2 separate regions of the Mus musculus genome follow, and region 2 is linked to region 1. Evidence: chromatin contacts called from public ChIA-PET data. All regions are on one chromosome and are shown on one strand. Each heading gives the region's core, a stretch centred on a gene start, on an enhancer-like site or on the middle of the called end of the contact. The rest is flanking DNA. Distances are from core to core; before and after follow the strand shown.

The links. ChIA-PET counts read pairs in DNA pulled down with a chosen protein or histone mark.
Region 2: an RNA polymerase II ChIA-PET map of memory CD8 T cells shows a contact between it and region 1, with 1,839 read pairs. The contact joins the enhancer-like site here to the promoter of Akap13 in region 1. A contact is called at or near these places in 9 of 39 promoter capture datasets (the 3T3-L1 cell line, 3T3-L1-derived adipocytes, the C10 cell line and 5 more), 1 of 15 datasets of contacts at CTCF or cohesin (the NIH/3T3 cell line), 11 of 484 Hi-C or Micro-C datasets (CD4 single positive thymocytes, CD8 T cells, the HPC-7 cell line and 7 more), 13 of 115 datasets of contacts at active chromatin or transcription factors (the 230-238 cell line, CD8 T cells, the SCID.adh cell line and 10 more) and 2 of 9 other capture datasets (adipose tissue and liver).

Annotation. Positions count from the first base shown.
Region 1 is chr7:75,452,694-75,457,983 of GRCm38.p6, reverse strand. It overlaps Akap13 (A kinase (PRKA) anchor protein 13), which reads right to left and starts at 2,450. Exons shown (of 37, transcript NM_029332.1): 1 at 2,236-2,450.
Region 2 is chr7:75,572,506-75,577,795 of GRCm38.p6, reverse strand. All of the region lies in intron 3 of Akap13 (A kinase (PRKA) anchor protein 13), which reads right to left. Among named protein-coding and RNA genes, the nearest start is that of Akap13, 120 kb to the right of the region's middle. Within about 2 kb of position 2,210, at least 221 of the 459 cell types and tissues checked have an H3K27ac peak or open chromatin away from gene starts, as enhancers often do. A contact at or near this core is called in CD4 single positive thymocytes, CD8 T cells, LSK cells and 19 more, where this site is marked.

The DNA of each region.
Region 1 (5,290 bases), core at 1,201-3,700:
GGAAGAGCCATGAATGAATCTGTTCAGTAGCTTAAGAGTCTCAACAGGGAGAGTGTGAGGGATGCATTTCAAAACTGAAAATTTCTTTTTTTTTTTTTTTTTTTAAGTCCAGAGTGTACTCTTTAAATCCCAGTTATTTTCTAGAACAAATCAACAAAAAGAGTTTTTAAAGCTGGGAAAAGTGATACACACGCGTTATCTATCCCTAAGGAAACCAAGGCAAGGAAACCTTGAGCTCAAAGCCAACATACACTACAAGGCAAACCCTACACACACACACACACAGACAGAGAGGGAGAGAGGGAGAGGGGAAGGGGGGAAGGGGGGTGCTAGGCTCTTCATTCCAGCATGCAGGCAGACAGATCTCTGTAACTTTAAGACCAGCCTGAGCTACACAGTAAGACCCTATCTCAAGAGAGAATTAACAAAGTCTCCTAAAAGTAAAGTAAATTTCACCACAGATGTGCAAGCTAATTGTCATTTTGTACAAGGCCCCAGAATTAATGGGTTTCTCCTGTGTACACTATCACTAGCCAGTGAAAATCACCTCACCTAAATCAAACAAAAGCTAAACACCAACTGTGTGGACTTTTCTAGAAAAAAAAAAAAAAAAAAAAAAAAAAACAACACACACACAGAGCATAGCAAAATACCACCCATCACAATCCTTAAGGTGTAAAAAGACTAGAAAAGACCATTTATACTACACATAGTTCCCATTTAGTGAAGCAAATACCCTAGAACAAAAGTATGTGTAGCATGTTACCACAGTCCAGAGAAGGTGTCCTGGCCACCCGATTTTGCAGTATTTGTTTATATTATGTAACTAACCAATAACTCCCAACTTCTGTCCACCTCCTTTGCTCACCACACCCACCCCAGAAAGGAAAATTAAGCACAAAGACTGTGAGTCCTGAATCCCTGTGCCTTCAGAATATTTTTCCTTGGTTTCATCAGGTAAACGAAGCTGGGTTTCATACAAAGAAAAGCCAAAAACAAAACAGAAAACCCCACACACCACTTGTCCATGTTATTCACATAGAAAAAAAAAGCAAAATGCCATGAGCAGTAGCCTTCAAAGAAAAATTTAAGTTTAACAAATGTCAAAGAAATACAACTAAAATTAACATGAAGTGACGGGGGGAGGGGGGTGGGGGGGAGGCATTGTGTTTCAGTATGAATGATAGGGTTCTCTCTTGGGAGCTAAAACTGAATTACCATTACAGCGCAAGTCTAGTCAACGAAATGCAGCGGAATGATTCCCAAGAGATGATGGTGTACAAAGTGACACACTGGTTTATCTCAGAGTCATCTCGACTGATAGGAACTTCTTTACAGACAATGAATGCACGTTCAAGAACTGGAGCGCTCCTCCTGACCCGGGCAATCCAAAAGTTTGGGGGGTGGGGGTTTAAATGAGTAAGTGACTTCGGGAAATCATGAGGGTAGTAACAAAAAACAGACAGACAGACAGACAGACAAAAAGGCACATCACTTTGTAAATCTGCTCAACGCAATGAACTCTCAAAATAACTTCATTATGAAGGGGAAAAGCAAAGACTGAAACACTCAGAGATTGCTCAATCCATTTTCATTGTGAACTCCTGAGTTCACAGTAGAGTCTAGACACTTAGAGTTAGCCAATATTTTCAGCCGAAAGACAGACACTTTCTTAGCGAGAAATAAACTGAGGGTGCGTCTCGCACCCCAGTTAAGTGTCAGCGAGCCTATTTACGAAAAGCAGTGATTCGCTAGTTCTCAAAGTGCTTGCACTAGAGCTCGAGGGGCAGAGGAGTCGAATGCGCCACCGTTCCCGGGGCGCCCACCGCGCCCCCCTCCCCATCTCGGGAGAAAGCCCCCAAAGGTGGCCGGGGCGCGCAGTGTTTACCCGGCTTGACTGCCCCGGGGAGCTGCTCGTTCCCGGAGCCGCACTCTCTGTTCGAGCGGCGCGCCCCACCGAGCAGCCGTCCCTCAGAGGAGAGCCGCAGCCGGCGCCACAGAAGCGGGCAGCAGAGGAACGTGGGTCCGAGGAGGCCGGGATCGGCGGCCGCGCTATCCACCCCTGGCTGCCGATGCTAAGAAGGGTCCGCCACCCGCGTCGCGCCCGCGCGTCCCCGCGTCCCGCAGCTCGCGCGCGCGGCCGAGAGCAGCCGAGGGGGAGGGGCGGCTGCGCGCGCGCCCCCTCCTCAGACGCCCAAACTTCCCTCAACTCCCTCAACTAAGTTGCGCTCTCACCGTGCGGCTCCCCGGGCTCCCCCGCGGGCCGAGCCGGAGCAGCTCCGCGCCTTGGCCGCGGAGAAGGACAATAGGCGGCCGCTCCCTCGGCGGCGGCGGTGACGGCTGGAGCAAGGAGCAAGCACGGCGGTCTCAACCGAGCCCAAGAGCTTAGCAGCAGCAGCTCCGGCTCTGCGACCGCCCTGCACACAGACCTGCCCACCCGCGCATGCGCCGCCTGCGGCCCGGGGTGGGCGGTGCAACGAGCCAAGCCTAAAAGTTTCTATTGGACAATTAGACTACCCATCATGTTCTGTGAGCCCAATAGGAAGGCTTCTTGGCAGTTGGCTCTGGTTGCTAAGGAACGATGAGGTTGACCGCCACTGCTGCCAGGCGGCAAAGTGATCAAAGTCGGGTGGCTGGCAGCAGCTGCTGGGGAAATGCCCACCCACCTTCTCCTATCCGCCCCATCACCGGAAGCCACCCTTCCTCTGTGCGCCTGGTGCTTACCTAAGTCGGAGCACTTACCACACGTTGACGCTAAGACTCAATAGAGTCTTCTTAAGAGTCCAAGGTGGAGCGGCACAAAGTACTCAAGTATGTTGGATGGGTGAAGATTGTCACAGTGACTTTGAGCTATTCGATCACCACAAAATCATTGCCTTTGAGTTGCTATGGACTTCAGAAACCATCTAGTTGCTTCGGAGAAACCAAGTATGGACATGTTCCAATGGTGACCCAAGATACTACATTAATTGGTACAAAAAGAAACTTCTTTTTGATAGTTACATATTGTAATGTGTTATTAAGGGAAAACATGCCTATAATGCCAAACTATTTTGACATGTTATTTTTTCGGTCAATAGAAAGTTGGGGGGGGGGGGAGCCGGGGATTATGAATATTACGCAAGAAATGTGAGGTTTTCTGTGCAGTTTAATATTTATTGTGGTCGAAGTAAGAAAGGTAGTTTCCTAGGAGGAGAAGGGTATTGACTGGGAAGGAACAGAATGGAATCTCTGCGAGTACTGGCCTTGCATTTTTATTTAGGTGATCAAAACATATTAATATGAAAATATTATGTGGCTGTACCCCTAAGATAAATACCCCATTGGGGGACAGTTTCCTTTAAGTATTGGACTCCCTCTGGCCAACCATCTCCCAGTAGATGACCCAGCACCCACACAGCTATGGACAGTACAAGTTGAACACAGTGGATCATAAGTTTTTTTAAAGAGCAGAAGGAGAATAAGAAGTTGAGAGGGATGGGTTGGGAGAATGTGGCCAAAGTATATTATATGAATGAAGAAAATGTTCAAAGAATTATATGAAAAGATTAACTTCATATAATTTCAAAGTCAGTTTAAAAAAAATAGTAATACAAGATATGGACCTGCCAAAAACTGCAAGAATGGAAGTCACTGTCATTTGGGAAGTTTTAATCCAGACAAGGTCACTACCATCATGAAAATATTTAACAGAAAGTATTATCAGTGCCTGGTGATTGTACCAGGCATTTTCTGTTGTTAAATGTCACTTTCCCTTTTTAAAATTATTTTAATTGAAAAGATGCTTCATATAACATGTTTTGATCTTGTTTTCCCACTCTCCAGTTCCTCTCAGATCCTCCCCACCTCCCTACTCATCCAACTTCATGTTTTTTCTTTTCTTCTTCCTTCATAAAACAAAAGCAAAAAGTACGAAACACAAAAATGGAAATCAAACAATCAAATCCAGGATCAAGTCCAAAAAGAAAAAGAAAGCCAAAACACAGCACAATGAAACAAAAAGTCCACAAAAATACCACTGAGTCCATTTTGTGTTGGCCAATAACTGGAACATGAGGCCTGCCCTGAAGTGTGATTGATAAAACCAGTGAGAGTGCATTGGAGAAAACGGATTATCCCTTTGCCAGGGCATATTGATTGTATATATCTTCTTGCTTAGAGGCTGGGAGCCTATGACCCCTTCCTCCCTCTAGATGCTGGGACTCCTGGCTTGAACCTTTGCAAATCTTTTGTGTGCCAACACTGCATGAGTTCATATGCATATCAGTCCTATTGTGTCTGGTAGTCACTGTTTCTTGTAGTCATCCATCACCTCTGTCTCTTACAGTCTTTCTGCCTCCTCTTCCTCACTCCTTCCTGACCCTTGAGGGCAGGGGGTTGGTTAGAAGGTCCCGTCTAGGACTAATGCTCCAATGTCTGTCCCACTCTATATGTTGTGCACTTTTTGGTCTCTATGTTAATTCCCATCCACTACACGAAGCTTCTCTGATGTGGATTGAGCAAGGCCCTTATGAGTATAGCCATATGACACTAAGAATCGTTATATTGCTATGTTCCTTTAGCAGAAGAAGAATAATAGGTTTCCCCTAGACCCAGGACCTATCAAGTTTCAAGTTCTTAGCCACTTTAGTAGTCAATGTAGGTTTGGGTTTCATTTCATGGAATCACAAAGTGGTTGGTTACTCCCATAACATTGGTGCCACTATTCAACTAATATGTCATGTCGTCAGGTCATTGTTCTAAGTCACAAATTTTGTTGCTGGATAACATCAATGATTACTTTTTCTACTCCAGTACCTTGCAGAGTAGCTTCCAGTAGCATGGCAGCTAGTCAGTAAAGGGGAAGCTTCTAGTTAGTCACCAGCTCAACCCTTCCATGTGTGATGACACACGCAGCTGTTATCTTCAGCAACCGGCCTTTACCATCAGGTTATGGGGAGTAGAAACAGCCTGTGATACTTGAAGGTTTCTATTAGGGCCCCTGTGGCCAACAACGCAACAAGATATCGCCCATTCCTGGCACTGGAGGCTTTAAGGAGTGGCATATGATGTCCAGTTGTCTCCCTGTTATTTAGTGGTTCCTTTTAGATGCCTTTCCTATGTTCATGTATTTTAGGAAGCTTCTACAGTAGGTTTCCACATTGGCTTTTCAAAAGTAGTACTTGTCCCTCCACACAGTCCCTTTCTTACACTTCTCTCCTATTCTCATCTCAATTTAATCCTCCTAGTTTCCCCATTATCTTTCCATAACAATATATTATATTGCCCCTACATATAAGACAAAACTTAA
Region 2 (5,290 bases), core at 961-3,460, 120 kb before region 1:
GACAAACTTGGGAACATTAGCCATAGCTTTAGAGTCAAGACGAAGACAGGAGTAAAAGATCTGTGGGATGTTCTTCCACCGTGAAGGAAGGCCCCCAAAGACTTAGGCATCTGGCAAGGGAGGTCCTGTATGGAGACCCTAAGAGACCGCTGAATGGAGCTAGGAAAATGAAGCCTGAATTACATCAAAGATGTCAGGATGTTGGAAGTGCCAGAGCCACGGGATGCCTGCCAGGAAAAGTTGCATACAGGAAGTAGAACCACCCTGAGAGAAGTGTGTTACAGACAATAAAGCTGGAAGGGTGGATGCCACCCTTGACATCAGAGACTAAACTACAAGGATTTAAGAGTTTGCCCTTTTGCGTTTCAGTCTTGCTTTGGTCCACTTTTTCCTCACTGTGCCACCGTGCTCAGCTTTTGGGATGATGGTCGTGGTGGTCATGGTGGTAGTGTGTATGTACCCACACTGCGTCTGCCTTGAGTTTCAGAAGAGACTTTAGATTTTGAAATGATAGTGACACTGTGAAAAATTCTGTGGACTTATAGTGCATTTTGCTTTATGATATAGTTAGAAGCATATTAAGGCCAGAAAGTGAAATGTGGTGGTTTGAATGAGAAAGGTCCACATAAGCTCATATGATTGAATAAGTGGTCTTCAGTTGGTGGAACTGTTTGAGAAAGATTTAGAAAATGTGGCCTTATTGGAGGATGCGTGTCACTGGGGTGGCTTTGAGGTTTCAAAAACCCATGGCATTGCCAGTCAGCTCTCTCTGCCTCCTCCTTGTGGATCAAAATGTGAGTTCTCTGCTACTACTTCAGCACCATGCTTACCTGCCTGCTCCCATGCCTCCCTTCATGATAATCACAGACTCAGACTCAGCCTCTGAAACGGTAAGCCCCAAATAAAATCTTTCTTCTCTAAGTTTGTCTTGGTCATGGTACTCTTACAGAACTGAAAAGTAACTAAGATACCTCCATATGCACATAAGTGGTACACATATATATATGCAGGCAAAACAAGCAAATATATAAAATAAAAGACAACTCTAAAAAAAGTACTAAGTACCTACCGTGTGGCCAAAACACTCAAGATTGGCAGAGTATCACTATCAAGCTCAAGATTAGTTTTTAGTCCCTGTGTCTTTTCAAATAAAATGAAAAATAAAGGGGTTACCATTGTTTAAAACTAAGGGTTGTGTAATATACATCTAGGAATAAAACTGGTCTCAGTGTAGAAGCACAGGTAAGACTCACTGTAAGCTTGCTCTAGACAGATTACGGCTGGAGGAGGAGGAATATTAATCTTATGTCTGCCTTAGTCTAAAGCTACAGTACAAAGACAGGATGGGAAATTATAGCAAATTTAATACAATAAAAACAGAAGTTGTAGTAGGGAAGTGCAATAGCAACAATTTTCAACTAGTTTCCATGGTGTTTTTGTTTCCACTCAATTTCCTGGTAACAAGAGGAACATAAGCAGAGCTATTTCTTTTTTAAAGGAAAAGTACTGAAATTTTACTCAATTTCTAAAAGAAGCTATCCTATAGGATTCAGAAAGAAACAAAATTCCCAGAAACTGTTGAGGGGAGAAAGTCCTAAGTTTAAGTGCATTTTAGGACCCTGCAGTGTCAATTTTGTTTACAATGAAAACAGAACATAAGTATGAGGTCTGAAGGATCTGTTACCCACCAAGTAATCTACAGGGAATAATGAAGGAAACAGTAGATTTGTGTGCCAAGTTCTCTTGCAGAAAGGTGTGGTCATCCTAACACACACCCAGCCTTGAAGCCTTTCTCTGACCATAAAATGATACCATCAACCTTACAGAAGTATTGAAAATATCAGCAGGCACCACACAAAGCACATGGCAAACAGGCACCAGGAACTGGTAGTTATACTCAAAACACTACTGTTGTTTAAGTATCACACAGAAAAATAGATCACTAAATCTTGACAAAGTGTTTCACAAGCCAGCAAGCCTGTAGGACAACTAACAACTTTATTAGCACTGCAGAACTGAAAAAATAAAAATAAAAATAAAAACAACAGGAGAAAAGACTTAAACAAAAAGCACCCAGAAGCACCCAGGTAAGAAGCAAGTTATCTAAGGTTAACAGTCTTCTTAAACTCAGTAAATCCTAGGCCCTGTGGGTCAAAAGTACGTGTGCCTGAGGTTGGGAGAGCCTCCCTGCAGGCTTCTTTCCCTGCAAGCATTTTATCACTGTCTAAAGCATCTGCACCCATGGAAACGCAAAACTGCTACAAATAAACAAAAGTACTGAACTATGACCCAAAAATTACTTCATTTCCTGTTAAGCTAAAAGTGGAACACATCCCACCCTGGGCCATCTCTTCTTCGGAGACTAAAACAATCCGGCCTTTGTTTTTATCATCGATCTAAAAAAGTACCCTAAAAGCGCTTACTGGACCAGCCCAGGCCAATCCCACACAGAAAGAGGAGACTCTATTAGTCAGCAATGGGATATAAACTAGATTTACTACTCAGTTTATCATAGACGTGTTTAAGAACCTGATGTGGTTTTCTTCCTCTGGAACAGTAAAAGTGAAATGCTCAGTTTGCAGACTGCTCTCCACCCCCTCCAGAGAGGATCAAATAAACAGACAAGACCACACTGCTAGATCCTGCAGACTAAGGGCGGGCAAACGAATTTGATGCATTTATAGAATGTCTCTACATGCAGGGGAATAACAGTGAGGGACAAAACACAAAAACAAAGAAAAATACAACAGCAAACTTAGAACCCCATCATGTGTACTGTGAAAAAGGGCAGGCTATTGAACTCTACAGCGTGATTTCTGTATTCTAGCCTAAACCTTGAAAGCAGTGCTTTCCAACCCTTTTTCCTATTTTCATTACTCCTAGAAACCATTTTTAGCTTTTCCCTATTCAACCTCTACCTAGTAGAATCTTGAGTCTCATTGATATGCCTTAGGTTTGTTTACGTGTGTGTATACTTTGTATGCGAAGAATAAGAACCCCCCCCCCCGCCCCACACACACCAAGATCCAATTTACACTGATTTATTATCTATCAGTCACGCTGTAACACCCTAGGATTACGGTGCAGTGCTCACGGGTACAAGATGTAGAAATGATATCTAACACAGCATCATCACTGCTAGCCACACAGGTGGGCACTTTTTCCTCTCTTCAACTACTTCCTGGTTTGCTTTTCCAGGGCAGCCCTTATATGAACTGCATTATTTGATTTTTTTTCCCAAATTTTTATTTTTTAAAATTTTTCCATTATTTGATTTTTTTAAAACAAACTCAATAGACAAACTCAAAGCTGTCAAGATATTATCTTATTGGCCTAGTCGGCCATCACTGGAAAGAGAGGAACGCCAGGGCCAAAAAGGGGGAGTGGGCGGGTAGGGGAGTGGGGGTGGGTGGGTATGGGGGACTTTTGGTATAGCATTGGAAATGTAAATGAGCTAAATACCTAATAAAAAATGGAAAGAAAAAAAAAGATATTATCTTATACTTGGATTACATAGACTATTATAAAGTGTTCAGTTTGAAATAGTAACTGATAACTTAAGGGAAATTATAAGAATTCTTGACTGTGCAAATTAAAAGCTCGTAGCTTTTTATTTCAAAATACTTCTTGATTTGATAACCAACCCTTGCTCCTAAAGAGTGTCTTGGCTCACAAGAAATAAAAATTACATGGTGCTATAAACATAGGACTACTTTGTAAGATTTAAGCTCTAAGTTTTCATTAGCTAAAAGGTACCTGTAAATATAATAGATTTTTTTTTTTCTTTTCACTTCACAATGAAACTACCTTACATGGCCAGCTATCCTTACATGGCCAGCTATCCTGGATAAATACGAAACAAGAGAAAAGTGTGTAAGTGTTGAGTCTAATTGGACATCAGTGAAAATTTGTAATTTTACTACCAAACAGAAGCCTTTGTTTTGATTCTAGAAATATATTAATAGATAAACTAAAATGATTTGATTTTAGAAATAGCCTATACCAAAGCCTTTCACAACACAGTGTACTGAACATACTAATCCCTATTCCATTTGTAAATGATAAAATCATAATTTGCGTTGTCTAAACTGCCTAGTAAAAGTGAACCCCCAAACTTTGTTACACATCCTAAGATACCTTTAAGATAGATGGCTCAATAAAACTGAAATGATATTCTTCAAGCAGCCATTTGAAAGTCTCTAAATTTTGTTCACTTTCTATTACTGGAGGAGGAGAAAGCAGGGATGCTGAGGAAGGTCAGAAGGCTGCGTATGGAAGCCAAGTCTCTCTTCCCATCCTGGATTCCAGAGAGCAAACTCAGGTAGTCAGACTTGTATAACAAGCATTTTTACCTTCTGACTCCCTCTAGCCTCAAAGTTATTTTGAATGGAGCATTTTATTATGAATTGCGGCCAGTCTCTAATGTTAATTACTGTAAAGATGAGTTTAATTTTAAGAATAAGAAATTGTTTCAAAGTCTTTGAAATATTTTCATTAAATGTCACTATATACCATACATAGTATGCGCTTTATAAGGCATTCAAATATCCAAAAACATAAAAAGTAGACGAGTCTCTATGCTATTTATCTCAAGATGAACTATATTATATCTCCAGACTTCAATAGAAGAAAGGAAAGCAATAAAAACTGCTTTAAAAGCCTTTATAACTTCTTTATAGTTTCCCTTTTCCTTTTGAATCAGGATTTCATATAGCCTGGATCATTCTCAAACTTGTTAAGTGGCGGAGGACGGTCTTAGCCGCCTAATCGTCCTGCTTTATAATCTCCTTTTACTGTAAGATTCTTATCAGAAACACACACACAAAGGAGAAAATAAGTCAGTCCTGGTGGCTCACCCATGTAATCTCAGTGCTCAAAGGTGGGACAGGGTGGTGACAACGAGATCCTCTCAAAATACCTTTTCCCACAAAAGACGAACATTAGAAGAGGAGGACGCTTATAACTGTTTTACATGATGGAAGAATTTTTCCTATAATTTAGAAATGTCTCATTGTTCCAACCTATTTACAGAAAATATTTGATAAAAGGTGACAGACTAGCATGAAAATGTAGCTGCTTTCTGAAGGTCAATCAATCATCTGGTTTTAGTAAGAACTAAATGTAGCAAAACACAGACAATGAATCATACAGAGAACTCAAAGAAAAACCAAAGCCAGCTATCTGAATAAAGCATGACATTAAAGGGGAGAACAAGGCACAAAGCTTTTTCTTCTTAGAACTCAGATGACTGGAAATGGCAGGGCTCACCCTAGAATAAGCAGAAAGGGCA